Regions from separate parts of the Mus musculus genome. Here region 1 is linked to region 2. The links are chromatin contacts, called in public HiChIP or PLAC-seq maps. All regions are on one chromosome and are shown on one strand. Each heading gives the region's core, a stretch centred on a gene start, on an enhancer-like site or on the middle of the called end of the contact. The rest is flanking DNA. Distances are from core to core; before and after follow the strand shown.

Region 1 (5,181 bases), core at 2,141-4,640, 950 kb before region 2:
CAGTCCAATGGTTGGCTGTGAGCATCTGCATCTGTATTGGTCAGGCTCTGGATCTGACCTCATGAATCTTAACCAGAACATGAAGGCTCTTTGAAAGAGGCAGTGCTTGCTTTTCATAAACAGAGGGTGAGAATCACCCTGAGGTTTCACTACCTGGAGGGGGAAAGCTTACTGCTCCATGCTCCACGTGTGAACTACTGAGTGATCTGTCGGAACGCTGGAAACAGATGTGAGTTTTAAGTTTCTGCATCACACAGAGCTTTATGGAGCACTTGTGACTGCACCACAAATGCTCTGCTCATCGGCAGAAAGCAGCATAGCCCGAGGAGGAACATTGCCCAAAGGAAGATGAAAACATGTAGAACATGAAGGCAGTATCTACTGAACCGAAAGATTCAAACTCCCCAACATGGGAATGTGGGAGGCCTCAGCTCGCAGAGTCCTGTTCAGTTTCTAGTTCTAAACACAGCCCAACTGCCAGTAGCTCGCAAAACTACCTCTATAAACTACTGGGTATTTTTTTTTTAACACTTTGGAGTAATCATTGCTGATTATTAATAAGAACAAGTAGCTGGGTTTAGGACCCATCTAAGCTCTGTGGAAACTAGTTTGGTTTCCTTGCAAAATAAGCCAAGGAAAATAACTGGCTCCATTCATTTATTAGTCCAGATGGACAAAGCCCGTTTTATTCTAGGCATAATGCTTATCTGTGTGCCTGACCTGAACTGAAGCAGGGGGGAAGACAGAAGGAAACCATGAAAGGCAGAAACTGAAAAAGTTGGCCCATTGCCCCCAAAGCGAACTGTGCTCCAGAGCAAAGAGAAATATTACCCTAGTGAGCGGCAAGGCAGAGTGCAGGGCTCCCCTGAGCTTAGGGCCTTTGAATAGAGGGAAATTAAAGCAATTATGCTCTTCTGTATAAGACCATTCAAAAAATAGTTTCTATTTAGTTTCTCTCGTCCTCCAACATGAAAGCAACATACTTCCTTTGAAAACTAAGTTATCATTTAAGACGTTTTATTAATTTTTGAGTCATTAGGAAATGACCTTTTAATAAAACCAGTTTTGAGAAATGGTGCTTTGTTAATAAGAACATCATGTCAAAGTTGCCTTTATTTGGTCTTTTATTGACCATTGTGGAATTGACCTGAAAATGGCCTTTCTCCATTTGCTATGTTCTTGCTTTAATTAAGCATTTTAATAAAAAGATATTAGCATGATGAAAGTTGAGGAATTATAAGGCTGTGAAGCTGCCTTAGCAATGTGCCCACCCACGAAGTAATCATTGCATGTACTTTCTTCTTATCTTTCCAGACATTTCTCATACTAACACACCCTTTAAGTGTAATGAATCATGAAATGCACAAGCATAAATATGTTTATGGCTCACAAACAGGAATTTTTCTGCCTTATCCCAGTTTTTCTTCTTCTTCTTCTTCTTCTTCTTCTTCTTCTTCTTCTTCTTCTTCTTCTTCTTCTTCTTCTTCTTCTTCTTCTTCTTCTTCTTCTTCTTCTTCCTCCTCCTCCTCCTCCTCCTCCTCCTCCTCCTCCTCCTCCTCCTCCTTCCCCATCCACAGGACTGCTGTGTATTCTGTTTGGCCTGGTCATGGCAGTGGCCCATAGAATGCAGCCTCACAGACTGAAAGCTTTCTTTAATCAGAGTTCAGAGGACCCAGTGCTGGAGTGGGGCTCTGAAGAAGGGGGACTCTTGAGCCCCCACTACCTGTCCATAGCTGAAAGTCCTGAGACCCAGGACATTCCCATGTCAGAGGCTTCCTCTGAGACAATTTATATTTCTCATTTTTTAGCACAATACTTTATAGTGAGAAAAAAACTACTGTTTCCACTCTTCATTCAGTGTGCAAGATTAATACTACACCTTTTTCTCATTAATAGGAAACAGTTACCATGCACAGGTTCTAGTAGGTATTTTATTAAATGAACAGGTGTGATTCTTCCAACAATGATAAGAAATCAACTTGTACTATCACTTCCACTTTCAGATGGGGAAACTGAGGCATAAGCAGTTTCAACAATCCCCCCAAGCTACTCAGCATTGGCTCTGGGCTTCCTTCCTACTGTTGAGCAGAGGCACTCATCAGCACTGGATCCAAATCCTACCCCAGCCACAACACTTAGACGGGAAACTGGATTTGACCAAAGCCACATAAACTTCTGAAAAAAGAATGACTTCAAAACTATATTTAGCTTTCCAAATGTATACATTTCCTACTGTCTGTGCTGGAATGTAAGACTTATTTCTTCCTAGGACATGAGTCTAGACTCTATTTCTACTTTGCTATTGATTTTGCCTTCCCAGAATTCCCTTTTCCACAGCTCTCTCTCTCCCTCCACCACCCCCCCTCCCCTCCTCCTCCCCGTCTCCCTCTCTGGAAGCAATACATAACTTTTATGGCCCTAGCCTAACATTTGAACTTCCTGGAACGAGAACTTCCTCCTTCTACCCGTGCTCCTGTCCCCGGATAAATTCCTCCTGCATGATTCATGGTAGAGTTGAGAATATTAGATCCTGTATGCATGTCACATGCTACGTCAATATTTGTGCAAAGAGTTGTCCTCCATGGACTAACAGCAGATGCAGTGGGGCACACTGATATGCTAGAATGTCAGAAGACAGAGAAGGACAGAGAATGTGCTCCCACCCCAACACTTTGCTCACACCATTAAAAGACGAGAGGATCTGAGCTGCTTTGAGATTTCTAAGTCAGCTTTAATGTTACAGCCTGCATCAATTATCTGAGCACAGGTTAATATATTAGTCATCAAGGACATGAAACTGACACATTTCACATCTTCTTGGCAGGAAAAAAATTCCAGATAGAAGAAAAAGGTGTCAAAATACCTATCTCACTGGCAAGACAACAACAACAACAACAAACTGTCCCTAAGCACTGTCAGACTGGGCTGTATTAGACTTTTACAGTTTAGAGGGAAATTCAATATTCACCCAACCTCTGCCCTTCTAGAAAATACTCTTTAAAAAAAAAAGAAAATTTAAGTAAAAACCAAATGCAATGAAGTTTTATGAAATTGCATTTTTTCCATTTATGATAACAAAACCAATTAGTACTGGAAAAATGAGATGGCTCAGCAGGTCAGAGCCTCACATCGCAAGCCTAACGTTATGAGTTTGACCCCTGGGATCAATAGAAGAAGGAGAGAATTGATTCCTGAACGTTGTCCTCTGACCTCTTCACACATGCACACAGAAAATAATAAGAAAGGCAAAAGTGTAAACTAAAAATCAAATGTCATGTTCCTTTAAACACGTTTGCAGGAACATTCTTTGTCATGTGCCCTGCCCCTAAGAGGAAAGACAACTGGAAAGCAAGAACTCGCCCAGGCATGAGAGGGAACTCGCTGTTTGATACTTCCCCTGGTACTGCACAGTGACCCCGACTTCAACTTATTTGTCTAATAGCTTCTCTTATTCAGTTCTTCACATACTTTCATGTTTGTGTCTACAGGATATGGGGGCATGGTGTGTGTGTGTGTGTGTGTGTGTGTGTGTGTGTGTGTGTGTGTGTGTGTGTGATAAAGCAGCCCACTCTTCATGCCTGTTACCCATCTCAGCATTACCCTAGGTATTTTTAACCTAGGAAAATAATCCTAATTAGTTGCAACACAAATCTTCTATAAAGTTTCCCATTAGAGAACCATTGGTAATATCGCAGCATATTGCCTATTATAAAAAGGTCAAATTGAAAAAAGAAACACAGGGAACAAAGGGAAAAAGGAGTTGCATAAATGATGATGTAGTTCGAGATACAAATAATTGAATCGCTTTTTCTTACTGCCATACTATTGATCTTGGGTTTGACTAAAGACAGCATGATTGCAGTGAGTTCCTCTCCAGACTGTTATATTTTCTTACTAGGCACAGACATAAAATCATAGACAAGAGGGGTGATGATAGGGGAAGGTTGGCAGTATCATAAAGGAAGTGTTTGCCAAGAGAAATCTTAGCATAGATTGGCATTACATCATTGCATGGCCCTCAATACTTCTTCTTTTATTATTTCGCCCACAATTTTCCCATCTTCTGCTCCTCCTCCTGCTTCCGAGGATAGTATGAGGACTGGACCCTAAAAGACACTAGTCCAATAAGAGTTTTAATAGATGGCTCATGTTTCCTCAGCACTGTCTTCTCGTTTCTTTGTATCTAGTACGATATGCTATAAGTACTACTGTTAAACGGTATTTACGGACGACCAAGTGGAAGCATAGATGGTTGAAAAAAAAAAGCACTTGACTAGGGCTGCACTGCCATGGTATAGTTAATAGCCTCACTGACAAAAAGCAGTGCAGTTTAAGAACTGGAGTGAAGGGTATCGGTATTGGAACAAAAATGATCCAGACATAACCTAATACCTGCCTGAAAACAGGCTTCTGAAACATAGCTCAGAGTTAAATATTTACATGGTTTGAGATTATGAACCAAGGTCTTCAAGGCAAGATTAGAATGCAAGAATAGCTGAGAGAAAAGTCATCCAGTCACTGTCATGACTCCTCAGGACACTGCTAACCATTAACAGACCACATCAAACCACTTGTCTAGAGACCCAAGATGACAGGGTCACAGCACAGGATAATACTATGTTGAAGGATTAGGGGTACCAGAGAAACCCCTCATGATCCTCCCTTCTTGTGTTTTCTGTCTCTTCTTTCTATCGTCTTCTTTTATTTCCTTTTCTTCTCCCCTTTTATCTTAAATCCATCCCTCTTCATAACCTCACATGGATGTAAGAAACACTTTGACCCCAGAACCAACACACCAAAACAAAGCAAACACACCAAGCTTATCTGACCTCTCAAGATACAACCTTGTTTCTTTCTTCCCATTTACCAAAATCACCAGTGAGAAATCTAGGAAGAAAGTAAGTTGGGAAAGGGGAAGTGGTAAAAATGAAACAGAAGTGTAAAATGAGGGAGGCCTTCTTTTAGCTCCCACACACTGAATCAATGAGGCTGTAGTAGTACGTGCTGTGTGCGCAATCATGACTGACCCTGAACATAGATGAGTTCTAGTTCAAACTGGAGCACCATTTCACTTGGGTTGGAGTTTTCCTCACTCCATCTCAGGCTGGCTTGAAACTCACCATGCAATTCATGTTGGCCAGGAGTTGTGGCAATCCTTCTGCCTTGGTCTTTTAGTGCAGA
Region 2 (5,857 bases), core at 656-3,155:
GCGGTGATAAGTATTTCTCACAATTCGCTTTTGTTTTTATTGGCTCCTGCTGTTGGCATTGACTTAAAGGGCTTTAAGATTCATATTCTTTTTTAAACAATACTAAATCTAAAAACACTGGTACTTGTTGGGCGGGGAAAGTATTTTCGAGTTTAGCAAAGTCTCTGGCTCTGAGATATTGGGCTGACCCAATATGATGCTGCAACCTGAGGATTTTGTGGGTTGTAGGACTCCCCTGTGGCCTGGTTAGTCCTGTCCTTCCTTCTCTGCTTTTGGCACAGCCCAGCAGTGTGCACCTGGCTGGCCATTGGAACGTGTCAAGTGCAATGAAATCTTCTGGGCCATCACTGTGCCCAGCAAAGGGTGACTGACGTATCGGAATTCTAACTATGGTACTGGGATGTTCTTTAGGGGCATTGTTCTGGTTATGTCTGCAGTCCTCATGCCACACTGTCCTCCTCCCACAGTGCAATGAGATGACGTATCCACAAGTGGACACGGGGTTCTGTTCCCTCCAGATTTGCCAGTAGTGCAGGGATACCTCTGAAACTTAAGGTAAATTCCCTTTATATGGGATACACAGTCTTTAGACAAGTGTCATTTTCTCTTAAGTCTCTTGTGTGATTAGTGGCACACATCATTGAAGGATTATAGCCACAGTCCATGGTATAAGAATAGACATTGCTGGCACCAGGATGCAGATGGAGAGGCCGGGGTTCAGTCTCTACCTTTCAGTTGAAGTGCTAGTTATTCATCTTACAGAGATTGGTACATTATAAAGTCAGATAATTCTGTTGTTTAACAAAGAAAGTTTGCCACCAACTTTTCTATGACTCTGTCATTTCTAAGTGTGTGTTACCTTGTCCTTATATGTTGGAAACCGCATGAATTGAAAGAGGTTCTTATGAATTATGAATAAATAACTAAATAGTTTATATGCATGCTGTTTTGAAAGTGTCCCTTTAAACTTCATTAGTATTAACACATGCACATACCCCTGTCATCTAATTGAAAATTGCTTTTCTAGTGGTGATATTCATTGTTTGTAAACTTCATAGCAGTTTACAAAGCAATGTTCTGCTAGGACTGTGTATTCCTGTAATCCTAGCCACTGCCAAGGTGGAGGCAGGAGGGTAAACCAGCTTGAGCAACCTAGAGAAATCCTGTCTCAAAACGAAATTATAATAAAAAAAAAAAGTGGGGGCTGAAGGCAGTTTTTAGTGATTGAGCAGTTGTTTAGCATGCTTGAGTTCCTGAATCAAAGCCCTGGTAACAGAAAGGAACATAAGGACTTGTTTATGGTCTCATGAGCCTGCAGGAAGTAGGAACTTATGCTGGTCTGCATTGTTTAATGTCTTTTCCATTGGTGTTTCTCATACACTCATTGTTTTTCATGTTGTTCCTTGTCTTCATATGGGCCTGGCGGCATTGAGAAGGAGTTTACATGCAGCTTATGGGGAAAATATGATTGCTAAAGTCTCTTCAGGTAAACTGTGTTTTTAGATCACTAGTGATTTACATTGTTCAGGATTTAAGTTGTGAGCCTTGAGAAAGGTGACACGTTATGATAATTGTCTGTTACAAAATGTATCTCAAAGTTACGTGAAAATACTTGAAATTAAGTTGTGTTGGAAATGTAATTTACCAAATTTGTAAAGTGGCAAATAAAAACTGTAGGATCTTTTGCTTGTATTGAACATCTAAGACAGTTTTAATTTCTCATTTTGAAAATTGTCTTGGAGCCTGACACCTGCCTTTAAAGAAGAATTATAAAGCACTATCATATCGAATTCTTCTGGGTGAGAGAAGTTCCGTTCGTTCTCACACTGGAGAGTGGAGGTAGCCCCAGAAGGGAGAAGGTGCCTCTAAGGCTGACTCATTCCCTTGGCCTGTCTGGTCCCTATGGATACGCTGGATACACCACAGAGCCTCCTGTCTCTTGAAGGATCCTGGAGGCTGATTATCTCCAGCAGGAGATAAGGTTGTTGTTCTTTTCTTTCCCCAGCAGAATAGGGATCCCTGATTAGGGGTAGAATGGAATTTCGGGGTAGGAACGTTTATGGGTGGGGAGCCTTGGGTGTGTCTTCCAGTGGAATGTCTACTCCAAGAAGTGATTCCAGGATCTGGTGGGCCTGGAAGGGAGTCAGTCCGGGGCTGGAGCAGAACAGGTCACTTAATCTTCTCCCTAAATATTTATTTTAGTGCAGGGACATGTGAAGGGCAGTGTCTGCAGGCAGAGTTTATGCTCAAAAGTATTCTCTCTAGATCTAAAGCATAAGTAGAAAATTGTAAATATTTAAAGCTAGACATTTTATTTAGCCCGAAACCATTTACTAATACTTTTTTTTAAAGGTGAAAAACGTTTTCCTCCGCGGGACATGTAATGCTTAGGGCTCATTATAGATGCAATTTACACAAATGCTATATAATTGTTACCGCTCAGTGTGAATTTGAGGAAATCAAGGCTTGAAGATCTAGAAGTTGGCTCGAGCTTACTGAGTAATGGAGTCTTCATTTGGATTCCTTTGCCCTTGAGTTACTTGTTTCTTAATCACCACCCTATATTGAAACAGTAGCCACTTTTAATTATGTGATAGTTGAAGCCCCAACTTTGTTCTATGAGGAGCCAGTGGGGATTGGTTCTGGGCATGCTTCTACTTTCTTAAAGCCTCATTTGCTGTGTGTCTGTCAGGCTGTAGTTTCCTGAGTCCAGACAGGGTGACTTTAGAACCTATGAGAGCAAAGGAGCCCTCAAAATTAGCAGCGTGATAGGCTGTTTCATTCTTATGTTAAATGTTCTTATTATTTCTTGAGACATCATCTCACTGTGTCACTGAGGTAGGTCTTGAACTCCCGAACTCAAGGAATCCTCAGGGTCCTGGGTAGCTATAGTTAGAGCATGTGTGATACCAGGCAGTATGCTGACCTTTAAAAAATAAGTCCTTGAGCGTCAGGAGTTGAAGGAGGCTTTTGTCTGTTGTCTGCGTACTGGTTTTCTAACTTGAAGTGCATTAGAGAATGTCCATTACCTTGCTGGTAAACCATTTCAGGACTGGAGAATTCAGCTTACTGGACGAACTTTCCTTACTAGTAATCTCTCCCTTGGTTAGTTCTGACTTTTACTTTGGAGGTAGACTAAGTTGTTAGACATTACAACAAATCATCTTCTAGACTTTATGATTATATAATGAAATGGTTGAGAGCTGGGATTGTAGCTCAGTGGTGGAGTGTGTACATAGAGTGTTGGAGGGCCTGAGTTCCCGTCCCTGCATCACACACCATCAGTGTGCACCGCCCCCCCCCTCACACACACACACACATACACAGACACACAGAGACACACACACACACACAGACAGACACACACACACATCTTATACATAAAGGAGTTGCACACTCATTTGATCTATTTCATATTTTAATATGAATGTGTGTTTTCAACTTTCAGTTTCAGGAAATAAAGGGATGAACATACACTTTTAATATTTTTGTCTTTTTTGGTTTCTAGAGTTAGGGTCTCAGTACGTAGCTCTGGATGTCTTGGAACTATGCAGACCAGAGTGTCTTAGAACTCAAAGAAATTGGCTTGCTTCTCTCTCCCTAGTGCTGAGATTTAAGGCACAAGTCACTACTTGAGCTGATGCACACTTTTAAACGGAACAGAATTTCATGAGAAACTGTAAAAAGGCTGGCATCTTGGGGTAGAACGGTCTTTAGGAGCAGTGAAGCCAGGGCTATCATGTGCAGGGATGCCATTCCTGTAGCCAACCAGAGACATGACGCCTGTGCTAAGGTCAGCAGGTGGGAAGGCTGCTTCTCAAGTACAGTTAGGATCCTGAATCACAGAGGACCACAAAGGGGACTCTCGGTAGCTCAGATCCTGTTCATATAAAAACAGCATCTGCTTTGCAGCTTTTACACTCAGCAGTGACTGTACGGGGTTCCTCTCAGAGGCAGAGCACAGCGGCCTTGCTGAGATCATGTCCTTCCTGCTCTCTGGCCTGCAGATCTGCTTAGCAGAGCCCCGGGCGGAAGGGAACCTGGGCTGGGGAATACTCTGGGTTTTGGGTCTGTCGTTCAGGAAGGTACACAGGAAGGAAGCTGATGCTGGGGTTTACCCAATCCACTGTAAAAGTGTGATGAGATGTTTGCTGGTTTCCATAGCCACATTTCCTGACCTGTCTCGTCCCCAGCCATCATGAAAATGTCACCTTTGGTCCTTTTATTAGAGTCCCATCGTGCAGAAAGTTTACTCAGTTTCTGCTTTTCTGTATACTTAGGTGAAAAAGAACTCTTATCCATGCCATGGGTGTGTTCTCAGTGAAAACACATTAAATGTGATTAAGTTGTAACACTTAGCTTTAAGGTTTTTTTTTTTTTTTTTTTTTTTTTTTTTTAGCTTTAAGGTTTTTTGAGAAGCTGATTTTTACAGCACGTGGAAGGAGTTGAGGAATGCCAGGAAAAACTATATGTAATACATAACATTTTATATTATATCTTATATACTGTATTTGTGATTATATAATACCATAATTTAAATATATATGCATAATAAAAGTGGGCTACTCAGAATGATGCATTATATAGATACAATATATACTTACACATTTATATAACTTATCTGAATGGAATGAAACCTAGATGTGAACTTTGCTGGGGACTTTGATGAAAGAATTCTTTGAAGAGGCAGTTACAAGCTGATATTTTAGGTTCTGCAGAAACATGAGAAGGAAGGAAGTTGTTTCTAGGCTGGGTTTGTGGTTTTTTGGGGGATGTTTTTAGATCAAGTGCCTTCCTAACACGGCTTAGTCTCACTTAGTTTCTAGAGAGACGTTTTCCCTCAGTGGCCGGTGATGTCCTGTCCGCGCTCTGATTTCACTTCTGAGATTCCTCGTGTAGTTTCTATTTTCCTATCTCCCTAGCAGCTTTTCTATTTACTGCACAAGTGCTGGCTCCCAGCACACAACATAAGGGGCACAGGTGAATGGAATTCTTTGTTCTTGATTAATTACAAAGAGTATGTGTATTTTAATGTTTTTTTCCTTCATTTGTATTTTTATCTGCTTCATCTGTTTTTCTTACTGCTTTTGAATGTAGAAGAAGAAAGAAGAATGGTAAGCCTAAAATGAAAACAGAAGAAAACCAGGGCTGGGGTGGGAGTGGGGACCAGCTGACTGTTTTAGAAGCATTCAGAGTTGCATAGTTAACCAGTGAATGTCAAGTGTATGGAGATGTAGCTAGTGGTCTCAGCTGAGAGTCTCTCAGGTGCACTTGTTTTTTTGTTTTTTTGTTTTTTTAAACTGTGTCCTTATAAAAAGAAGAAATTGAAGAGAGACTATCTACAATTAGTCTTAACCTCTAAGTTTTGAAAAGAATTGACCTGTAGGCTCTAGGTGGATAGTTAAGTACTAACACATATTCTCACCTGGTTGGAAATTCAAATAGAAAGAAAGAAAGCTATAAATCAAGTCCTTTGAGAATCAATATATTAATCTAGAGATTAGATTGCTCTTGGGCTCTTGTCTTTCTTTCTTTTCTTTCTTTCTCTCTTTCTTCCTTTTTCTTTGTGTGTGTATATGTGTTTTGTTTTGCTGCTTTTCAGAAACTGTTTGTCTGACAACACCCTCTCTGCTTAGCCCAGAGTGAATGATGGCTATTTTGTATTTTGTGTGCTCTATTTTTGCTTTATGTCTACTCACTCTTGTGAACTGGGTATGAAAATCCCTGACTGACTGCCTTGGTGGGTGATGCCACTTGGCCAGCCACTGTTGCTTACTATTTTGCTTGCCAATCTACTATGAGCCTGGTGATTTTCCATCATCCCCCACATCCTCACCACCACCTCACCCACATTTTT

What was found. HiChIP or PLAC-seq counts read pairs in DNA pulled down with a chosen protein or histone mark.
Region 1: a contact with region 2 is called in a FOXA1 HiChIP or PLAC-seq map of pancreatic cancer cells. The contact joins two enhancer-like sites.

The regions. Positions count from the first base shown.
Region 1 is chr2:66,142,265-66,147,445 of GRCm38.p6, reverse strand. No RefSeq gene overlaps it. Among named protein-coding and RNA genes, the nearest start is that of Galnt3, 20 kb to the right of the region's middle. Within about 2 kb of position 3,390, at least 37 of the 459 cell types and tissues checked have an H3K27ac peak or open chromatin away from gene starts, as enhancers often do. A contact at or near this core is called in pancreatic cancer cells, where this site is marked.
Region 2 is chr2:65,187,724-65,193,580 of GRCm38.p6, reverse strand. The region is part of intron 1 of Cobll1 (Cobl-like 1); the gene reads left to right. Among named protein-coding and RNA genes, the nearest start is that of Gm13594, 43 kb to the left of the region's middle. Within about 2 kb of position 1,905, at least 48 of the 459 cell types and tissues checked have an H3K27ac peak or open chromatin away from gene starts, as enhancers often do. A contact at or near this core is called in pancreatic cancer cells, where this site is marked.